Linked DNA regions of Zea mays: region 1 is linked to region 2. The links are chromatin contacts, called in public Hi-C maps. All regions are on one chromosome and are shown on one strand. Each heading gives the region's core, a stretch centred on a gene start, on an enhancer-like site or on the middle of the called end of the contact. The rest is flanking DNA. Distances are from core to core; before and after follow the strand shown.

What was found. A called contact is a pair of places that touch in the nucleus more often than the background predicts.
Region 1: a Hi-C map of endosperm shows a contact between it and region 2, with 2.3 times the contacts expected there. The contact joins the promoter of LOC100194244 here to the promoter of LOC103646598 in region 2. A contact is called at or near these places in 5 of 25 Hi-C or Micro-C datasets (bundle sheath, ear, endosperm and 2 more).

What each region holds. Positions count from the first base shown.
Region 1 is chr2:76,449,185-76,454,368 of Zm-B73-REFERENCE-NAM-5.0, reverse strand. It overlaps LOC100194244, which reads right to left and starts at 3,791. Exons shown (of 3, transcript NM_001139285.1): 1 at 3,690-3,791; 2 at 1,306-1,807; 3 at 218-955. The coding sequence starts at 3,733. The coding sequence ends at 395.
Region 2 is chr2:76,206,804-76,211,978 of Zm-B73-REFERENCE-NAM-5.0, reverse strand. It overlaps LOC103646598, which reads left to right and starts at 2,276. Exons shown (of 3, transcript XM_008671305.2): 1 at 2,276-2,797; 2 at 4,152-4,232; 3 at 4,328-5,108. The coding sequence starts at 2,683. The coding sequence ends at 4,683. It overlaps LOC100384385, which reads right to left and starts at 1,960. Exons shown (of 4, transcript NM_001176928.1): 1 at 1,576-1,960; 2 at 1,188-1,464; 3 at 345-1,107; 4 at 20-265. The coding sequence starts at 1,730. The coding sequence ends at 346.

The DNA of each region.
Region 1 (5,184 bases), core at 2,542-5,041, 240 kb before region 2:
GACCAATTCAGAAACCAACACACACACTCACAAAATACTAACTTCAGATTCTCATGATGCATCAAAGCAAGCTTGTCCATATACAAACTCCATATTATTACGCAAGTCCTGTAACATGTTCAACAAAAGTTCACTCAGTTGTGATGGAGCCACCATTCATAACTGGACGCAGCCCCCCCCCCCCCCCCCCCCCCCCCCCCCCCACAACAGAAGTCTTCACTAGGCCCACATAGTAATCCAAACTTTGCAACTTTCACAATAGCAGACAGCATACTTTGCGTGAGTGAGATCCATTAGTAGTCTACCCTGCTAGATAACCTAGAGACTGTTTCTTACAGAGAACCCCAGGACTGAAAATGGTATAGTAAGTGCCAACATTGCCTAGTGTTCTTGATTAAAGCTGCACCTTGCGGCCATAAATCCAACTGAAAGGAATAACCGGTGCTTGCTTCGCCCTTGCCCGAGCTCTTTCATCCAACCGCCTGATTCTCGGTGCCAAGGTACAGACGAAATCTTGCGCCCTTCTCCCTTCTCCAGACAGCCCGGTGAGATCTGCGACTTTCCACCTCTGGACCAAGAACTCGAGGATGTCGGCATAATCTTTAGCAGTGTACACACCCATCCTCTGTGCTACTGCACTGAAGTGCTCAAACAGGTTGTCGTCCTTGCCATCGTACATGAGATGAGCAGGCATTGTGATCTTCTTCCTCATCATGTCAGAAAATGCAAGCACCGTGTAGTCAGGATCAGTCTCGAAGAGCTTCTCGACTATCTTGGTGTAGGCTGTTTCGTGGCGCTTTTCGTCAGCTGCTATCGTACCGCATATCTGTGCCAGCTTGAGATCACCATACTCCTTGGCATGTCTTGCAGTGTTTCCATGTGATACAAATGTTGCTCTTTCTTGAAATGATGTGTAAAGGAAACCCAAGTACGGGTTGTTCTCAGTCCCAGGATCCTGCATAAGAAAGAAATGAAAATATAAATTACACTTATGACTACAAGTTATCCAAAACAGCTCACTCCACATCATTAATTTTCCCCGTTTCTCCAATTCTTCAACATGTTACCAGTGTTTTCAAGTTGAACGACTTGATTAATCATGATTGGTCCAAGCCGACTTGGACGAATAATCGTGATTAATCGAACGACTTGAAAATATTGCATGTTACTATACAACAGTTGTCACATGATTATCAAAAGCAAATGTCGGTGATTTCATGATTCATTGAAAAGCTATAAATGGAAGGAAAGGGAAAAACAGATATCAAAATCCTTGAAGATATATAATAGTACTTAATCGCTTACCATTCCGGAACCAATCAGATACTGAATGGTCTTCTCAATTTGTTTCATGTCAACCCGTCCAGTAAGGTACATGTACTTATTAAGGAGGTCACCATGTCTGTTCTCTTCAGCTGTCCATGCCCTTGTCCAAACTGCCCACGTGGTTGGACTTGCACCAGTTTCATCCCGGACTCCATCAAGGGTGTTAAGCATTGTTTGATAGGTTGGTAAGGCTTCCTCAGTAACCATATCACCAACTAAGCAAACAAAGTACTCATCAGGTATTTCATTTGCCCGTTCCCTCAGTTCTTTAACCTCATCATAAAATCCATCAGAAGACGGCTCTGGTAGGAAGTCCTGTGGCTGCCATGACTTTTCAACTGGCTTCAGCAGGTTCAATAGGTTATCCTTGGCCCAAGGTTGAAGTGAATCGAAAATCTCCCGCTTCTGAGGTGGTAGTGAATGGGTAATTTGGCGATGTACCTCACGTGGAGGAGTATAGGGTTCTTTGACAGTCTTGACCCTAGTAAAAGCACCCAAGTAATCAAAAAATGTAAAATGAACATTGCAGAGTAAGGGAAGTAGTTGGCAAGGTGATCCATTCATAAGGGAAAACAAAAGGAAATGTGTGCAATTCACAACAACCTATCTACCACGAAATCTTCAGGAAGTAAATTTCCACATATTTCTTCCAGAAAACTAGAACAAACTATACTATAGACTGGGAACTTCCACTTGTTTCTTGCAGAAAATTTAGGAAACAAATTATCTAACACAAAACCTGGGACTGGAAACTTCCATATATTTCTTGGGAAAAAAGTTACAGTGACCAAGAGATTTCTTTAGCAATTCATAAGCCACATGGAGCAGAGTGAAACAACTTATTTACAATGGTAGGAAGGGCTTCTGATCTTTGCATAGACAGCTTGCCTCGGGCTTTTACAATTTAACCTAAACAAAGCAACCATCTGAAGCAATTACTGGAATTTTCCAAACATGAACACTCTCTCCGTTCCCATTTATAAGACATTTTGGCTTCTCTAGTTTCATTCTCTTTGTTATGTATCTAGACATGATTTATATCTAAGTGCATAACAAAATTATGTACCCAAAAGAGTCAAAACGCCGTATAATTTGAAACAGAGGGAGTATTATCTAATGGGGTAGGTTTAAGTGCTAACGTTAAAATTGCAACATATATGCTACACTAAGGTAGGAGAACCAAGTGCAATGTTTGATCAACTAAAGCACAACCAACACACTGCAAAATTCATGTTAATAAATATACGACACTCCACAATTAACAATACATCTTTATCATTTCATCCTCAGTTTAGTAACCACTTCTTATGTTTGATGGCAGGTAGTGATTGCTTTCTTACTGTTTCAGAGTATCAAATGCATCAGTTTGACTATTGATAATCATCTATATTTCAAAGTGTTCTTGTGACGCTCAATGTTTACTCGTCCGATTAATAGCGATTAGTCACGATTAATCGTCCAAGTCGGTTTGGACCAATCACGATTAATCGCTTAAGTCGTCCGACTAATCGTGATTAATTGATATGAATCCTAATTTCGTCCGGTGAACATAAGTTATGTTATGATTGGAGTGAAGTTTGACAAATTCTTACATCATAGTCTCTAAAACGAACATATTTATTATCATCATCAAATAGAGTGACAAAATCTAGTTGTTTAATTGACAAATTAGGATGTAATATTACACGTATAAAACATTGTTTGCTGTAGATAACATTGTTTGTTTAGTGGAGTTTAAAATAAAAGGTGCAATAGGGAATGAGACATAGAGTTGCCGGAGAGAGCCTTAGAAAGAATGTAAAGTCAAAACGGGATGGTAATCCCTGATGTAAACGGGACGGTAATCTCGTTTTCGGCGCCTGGTGGAATTCGATTTCAAAACGGGATGGTAATCCCTGATGTAAACCAATCGTTTCTTAAGCTCACGACATCTCAATCGCCATCAGCAGATTTGAACAAGTTTGAGACATCAACAGCCAACTACTTTCTGCATGTACTAATACCGCCGCAATTGACTGAGAGATGAAACAAAAAAAAAATCGACTGATAGATAAAAAAAATCAACTGAGAGATGAAGACAACAAATCAGTCACAAATGTATCCAAAATCGTGGATCTCGATAAAAACGAGGGGGTGGGAGGAGGAAAAAAACAATGTGGCATCTCTGCCCCACCCAGATCACGAATCAATCGCAAAGGTAAAACTTTCACCAGTGATTTGCTTCGATCCAGCAGACCAAGTCAATGCAGATCGGGAATATCACTTACCCCAACGATTGTGGCTCCCAACAACCGACACGTTTCCGCAAAAAAGCATCTCACGGTCAGGAAGACAGCGAGAGGCGAGGGATCCGCTGTGCTCACCTGTTGATGGTGGACGCCATGGCCACCACCACCCCACGGGCCATCCTCCTCCGGGCGAGCGGCGGCAGCGGCGCTGCCGCGGCGCCATGCGACACGGGGGACACCCTCAACGCCATGCCGATCCCTCGACAGTCGACGCAGAGGACAGGATCTTGACGTTGTCCCCTTCCCTGTGCCTGCTGCACTCACGCTGCAACAAGGGGCTCCTCTCGACGTGTCGGCTATTGAAAAGGGTCGCCCAGGCTGGCAGGCTCCTTTCCGCCATGAAAAACTCCATATTTTCTTTTTGTCGTTATTTCACTTCAACAAGTTTTTCAGTGTACTTTTTCCAGTGCTGAGTAGTCAGCGTTTCCAACCTCTTTTGGTAGCGTGCATTCAAAGTTCGCCCGTCACCGACGGATGCAACGGATTGGGATACTCGGCAGTCGACTGCTCTCACGCGTCGACGCCGGAGGACCTGTCAGACTGTTCGACTGCCGATGATCCGGATCCCATGCAACCGGTTCATTTGTGCAGAAAATAACTTAGACCCAGTTGTTCGGATTAACAAAATACTCCCTCTGTTCTAAATTATAATTTATTTAACTTTTTTTAAAATACATCTAACTGACTTGTCCTAATCAATTTTTGAAAAAAATAAAGCCATATTTAAAGTATATTATACACTAAACAATATCACAACAAAAATTAATATTAATTATTAAATTTTTAATAAGACGAGTCAGTCAAACCTAAGGTTAAAAAGTCAAACGAAATATAAATTGAAATGGAGCGAGTATTTTGTTGATGAAACTCTTAGGTAGTGTTTGGTTGAAGAGCCAAGTAGAACGGAGCTGTTCTGTCCCAGTTTTGTTGTTGTTTGGTTACAAAGTAACTAGAACGGAGTGACTCCAATTAGAAAAAACACTAGTACAATATCCGTCGCAATATAATCATATTTGATATTCATAAAATAAATTTAATATCGGAGTAAACATATGATTCACATCAGATATTAAATTAATAATAATAAATATTACACTTATCTTAACAAAAAGCCAAGAAATGTATGAGTTGAAAAAGATGTCGACCTTTTTTTAGACCGCTTGGTTGTTCATCCCTTTTCAGCTAGCGAGATGGTACTATGTAGGAGCATTGTGCTACGTGTGGCTTTCTATTGTGTTGTGTGTTGGAGCGAAGACAGAACGACCCCTCGATCTCTTTGCATTGCACACTAACCTGCTACCAAAGTGTCAGACGACCATTCAAGCAAGAAAGAAGCGAATGCCTGGTAACGGATCTCAAAGGTGATGGGATCCGCCCCTTCCACTCTGACAGCAAAGTCAATCGGGTGACCTACGAAGGGGTCAGCCTTCGAGTACTACACAAAGGCCTAACAAAGTCGAAGGTGGTCGACTTCGTCGTGTCGACATGAGCAACGAGTCCACGTCTCCATGAGGAAGGACAAAAGGCATGCGCTAGGTCCTTGCACCATACGATCACTGTGAAACAACAC
Region 2 (5,175 bases), core at 1,027-3,526:
TCAGTTCACAGTAATAATTCAGTTCACAGTAATAATTCAGTTCACACAGACATAATTCAGTTCACAGTAGACCTTTCATTTCACAGAAATAATTCAGTTCGCACTTGACTTTTCATCTAAAAAAACATTTCAGTTCACACAGACATTTCAGTACACACAGACATTTCAGTTCACACAAACATTTCAGTTCACAAAAAAACAAGGCATACACGAAAACATTTCAGTTCACACTGCATTTTCCTTTCAGTTCGCAGCCAATGGGAGCCTGTAAAGATAATTACAAGGTGTGAAAAGCCAACAAATTTTCAAGTATAAAGGTGCTCATAAATAGAATAGCTTGATACCTTAGTCTTCAGCATTATCACCGAATAATTTCAGCTCCATCTTCTGCAATGTCCTCTCTCGGTTTATCTTTCCTTGATCAGATAATTGACTAGTGTCTTGCTGCAGTAGTGAGCTATATACTTCAAGCAATTTTGCCTCCTTCTGTTCCTGTGCAGCTTTGAGTTGTAACCTTGAGATTTCTAGTTGAGTTTCAGCCACTTTTTCACGCTCTTGCTTCCGGTCTTGTTGCACTTCAACAATTTTGTTTATGCTGTCCCCAAGGCGAGCAATACCATCCAAAACCTCTTCTGCCTTGCGCTTTCCATTCCTTTGAGCCTTGGCTGCATCTCTTCCTATAGGACGTTGTGAGGGAAGCAGATCTCTATCTTCAGTGATGTCAATGGTATGGCTCTGACCTTTTTCCTTATCCATCTGTGAGATTTGTGCACAAAATTTAGGTTCATTTCTGAGAGTTTTCCACCAATGAACCAGCGTGAACGGTTTGCCGTTATTACCATTTGCATACATCTTTTGTGCCTCATCCATTAACTGATCATCAGAGTACCCACTTGTATGCATTTTTGATACTGCGCTCCAACACCCATTGAAATTGTTGATCACTGTCTTCAACCTTGTCCAGTGTATCTTTAATTGATTGACGTCCCTTTGACGATCTGCTGGAGCATGCTTGTTAAAGTATTCTGCAATTTCCTTCCAAAAAGTTTCTCCTTTCTTGTCATTGCCATGTATTGGATCATTAGAACAGTTCAACCAAGCACTAGCCTATGAATATGAAACATCAAATTAGAAGTTCATTCCTGTATAATATTATATATATGAGAAGGTTTGAAAAGGTTTATTACCAGCCTCACTTCCTCGTCATGTGTCCAATACCTTTTCTTGACTGCCTTAGATTCCTCAGTGGTTGCATCACCATCACCATCAATCTGAATTGTTCCTTTAGCTAGTCTGGATGGTTTTTGAGTCCTTTTAGCATTTGGTGGCGGTGGCGGTGGCGGAGAAGTGTTGAAGTTCTGTGTGAGACCAACAAAGTGGAAATTCTCTCCAAGTGGCTGCGACGGCATTGGCATGTATGGTTGGTTAATGAGATTCACAAAACCATTTGGTGGATAAAAGTTCCTGTACCACAAAACAGAAGACCTAATTACTACATGCCTTCCAGAATCCAAAATTACTAAAGGTTGGAGGCATCAGACTAATAAAAAAAATACCAAAGTCCACAATACGTACCATGGGGGATTTGGAGACTGTACTTGTTGCGAATCAGGTGAAGAGGGCGAACGGAGTGACGTAGGTGCCGGCACATGCTGCTGACCATGGCCCTTAGCAGCAGCAACGGAGCGGCGCCGCCCTGCCCCTGAGGACCTCTGATTCGTTGGGTCCATCGCGAGCAGGTGCGGTCGCCGGGAGGTGCGGTCGCCGGCGGACAAGTCCCAGCGGGAGCAGGTGATGGCGCCCTGGATCGACGCTCCGTGTGGGAGCAGGTGAGCCGATGGGCGCAGGCGATGGAGCAGGTGACGGGCGCAGGTGACAGAGCAGTTGTGGGAGCAGGTGACGGAGCCGACGGGCGCGCGTGTGGGGTGGCAGATGACGGCGGACCAAGCCGACGGCGGACCAAGCAGGTGACGGCGGACCAAGCGAGAGCAGATGAAGGCAGGGATAGTATATTTGGGCCTCAAGCGCGCGTGTGGGGTGTGGGAGAAGAAGCCACAGTGGATCTCGGAATGAAACGATATGGGCCTCAATGGGGGTTTCACACGATTTCACATGTCTTGGAAACGGGTTGGCAGCGTTTCATGGAGATGAAACTAGTTCCTTCTCTTCCCTCATTAAATCATTGATATGTCATTAAAAATGCTGATGTGTCACAGTAATTAATGTCATGAAACTCTCCATGAAACCCTCATTGAGAATAGCCTGAGAGCGCGTGGGTGGGAGGGACAGATCACAGACGACGAGGAGGAGAATGCTCCGTCTCCGCACGCACCACGCGATGCTTCGAATTCGACAATTCCTTCCGTGGCCCTGCTCCTTCCCTTCCCTCCCTCCCTCCTTCCATTCCACCGCAGCTGGCCACCACCACACAAAAACGGCAAAAACACACACCGCGGGCAAGCACCGCCAATCTCTCCACACAAAAAATCCATCAACTACTCAACCCCCTCCTCCAGCCTCTGCTCGCCGCGCGCGGCGCTGTAGCATTCTGCCGTCCATCGTCGCCCCGGCTCCCCATCCCTGCTCCTGGCGTCAACATCCCAACCATCCCCGGAGCGCGCCAGGGGTGGCGGCGACACGAGGCTGCTTACGATCGTCGGCGACAGCGCCTCCTCCCACTCCATGCCGTCGGCGGTGGCGGAGCCTTTGCCGGATGGCAAGTACGAAACGGATCGTGCCGGGGCGGTAACCGTCGTCGGGGCAGGCGCAGATCACAGCATCGACGGAGCGGTTAATGGTACGCGCCTGCCGATCGTTTTTTCTCTCTAATTAAAAAATCGCGTCCGCTTTTGCCACCGTCTTCAATCGCTGGTTAATGGAGGGCTGGGTTATCTATTTACGCATCGTCCACAATGCCGCACATTTTTAGTATATTTTCGTGTATATTCCTTTCCCTCTGTTACGTTTATCTATCTATATATAACAAAATCTATTTACTTATCCTGTTCACAGAAACTCTTTAATCACTCTACTGGGTGGGGGTTGTCATGGATTGATGGGGCAAAAAAAAAAAAGCGATGAATCAAGTTAGGTGCCGTTCGGTTGTTTAGGATTGGTGAGTCGGAACGGTTCATAACCGGATTGGTTCTCTAATTTATATAAACTTTGATTAGCTGGAATGATTTCGGGTGTAATCCGACATAAACGAACAAACCCTTGGCTGTATGTTATCAAGCGCAAGACTACTCCACCTTGTTAGGTGGGCCGGCACATTTCGCGACAGCATAACACAAAGCTGTCGATTCTGTTTGGTAGGATTGTTCGTCCGGTGAGGTGTGTGAATGTGTGATGATGAACGGTCATATCACCCAGCAGAACAAGACAGGTAGCTCGTGCGTTAGGTCACCTGATTGTTTGACGAGCCTAAGGAGAAGGTTAATGCCGGTAAATTCGAAGGATCGGAGACGGATGTGCTTTGCAACTATCTGACCTTAATGCCGTCCTGTGGCCCGTTTCTTTGACTTCTATTCTATATATGGGGCGATGTTGTACTGCCTTCTCTGTTTGCAAACCTTGAGGGGGAAGAACTTATTAATTTCGTCCAGTAAATAAATGCGCCGTCGTATTCTGCAGTTGGGACTTGAATGTGAGGTGTCCTGAATACTATGACGAAATAGTATTAGTGGACAAATAAAAATCGATGTCCAAATGTACTTTTCTCTAGCTGTCAATGGACAAATCTTCTTCCCCTGACAAAAAAAAAACACATAGACCTTGTGATACCACGCTTCCTACAAACTGGAAAGTCAATCGTGTCTACATCCATTATTTCACAACAAAAGTTCAAGTGTCTCACCTTTTCTGATAATAAGTTAGTGCCAACTCTCTGTCCATGGGAATTTTCTTTTTTTTTCTTTTTAGTTCCAATGTCACCGCAACAGTTTCTTGTATTTATAACGCTTGACGCACTTGCTTTACCTTGTAAATGAAGTCGTAGCTGCAATTCATTGCTCTCTGTCTGTTACTATGTTTCAATTGCAACAGGACTTCCGCGCCTGCCTTTGATGCCTCAACGTAGGCGACAAATTTAAATTGCGCCTTCATTTCGTTCTGTTAACCTAGTAACATGCCTCTCTTGATGTGGCCACCAGGAAGCAAAGACGAGTCGTTCTTCGAAGCGAGGCCCTGGCTAGATTCCGACAGCGAAGACGATTTCTACAGCGTCAGAGGAGGTAAAAACCTGAACTATAGGTTCACACCATGTTCCGGAGCACTGCAAGTAAAAATTTTCTCATTATTTTGGCATGTTTCCTCGTATTGGCTGAAGATTTCACTCCGTCAAGAGGCAGCACACCCGTTCATCCGAGATTAACGCCCTCAAGTGGGCGGATGCTGGCAGACAGGTCGGGTCCTTCTCTGGTAAAAAAGAAGCAGAGACTCCTCGAGCTTCTTCAGGAGGAGCAGCATTATGACGACGAGGATGACAGCGTCACCGATGCTAGCAATGATCTGGAAAGTAGCGCAGTTCATGCCATAGAAGAAGAAGAAGAACACACGAGGACTCGTCGCAGAAGTGAGAAATCGAAGAAGTCATCGGGGTCAGGCTGCCTTCCAACCTTCATCTGGAAGCGTAGCTTCACAGCCTGCAGGAAGAAGAAAAAAGAAAAAGGAGCAGAAGGATAAAGCGACCAAGCATTACGGTGCCAAGTTATGATTTTGTAAAGAAGAGGAGAACAGATTTTAATAGGCTGCGGAGGTGCGTGTACATATACGTTTTGAGCGGTGTACTCTGCTAAAGAAAAAAGGTTAAAGGAAAGATGATGTAGGGTAAAAATATACAGGACTGGTTTGACAAAGGTGCATTGCAGACTTTCAGCTCTGGACATTGCAGAGAAAACATTTAGATTCCCCGAGAGGGAAGCTATAGGTGTCGTATAGTCTTAGAGCAACTCCAACAGTCCTGCTCTCTAAATTATAGATTTAATAAGTTGCTAAATAAATTTGGAAGTAAAAAATGTGTGTTCTCCAATAGTTCTCTAAATATAGGTTGTAGTTTTGTTTTGTATCTATCCACATCAAAAAATATAAGTCATAAATGTCATCAATTACCTTCATTATCTACATAATGCAGTCAATATTTTTGTTTAGGGAGTTACTGAATGGTTGTCAAATGCA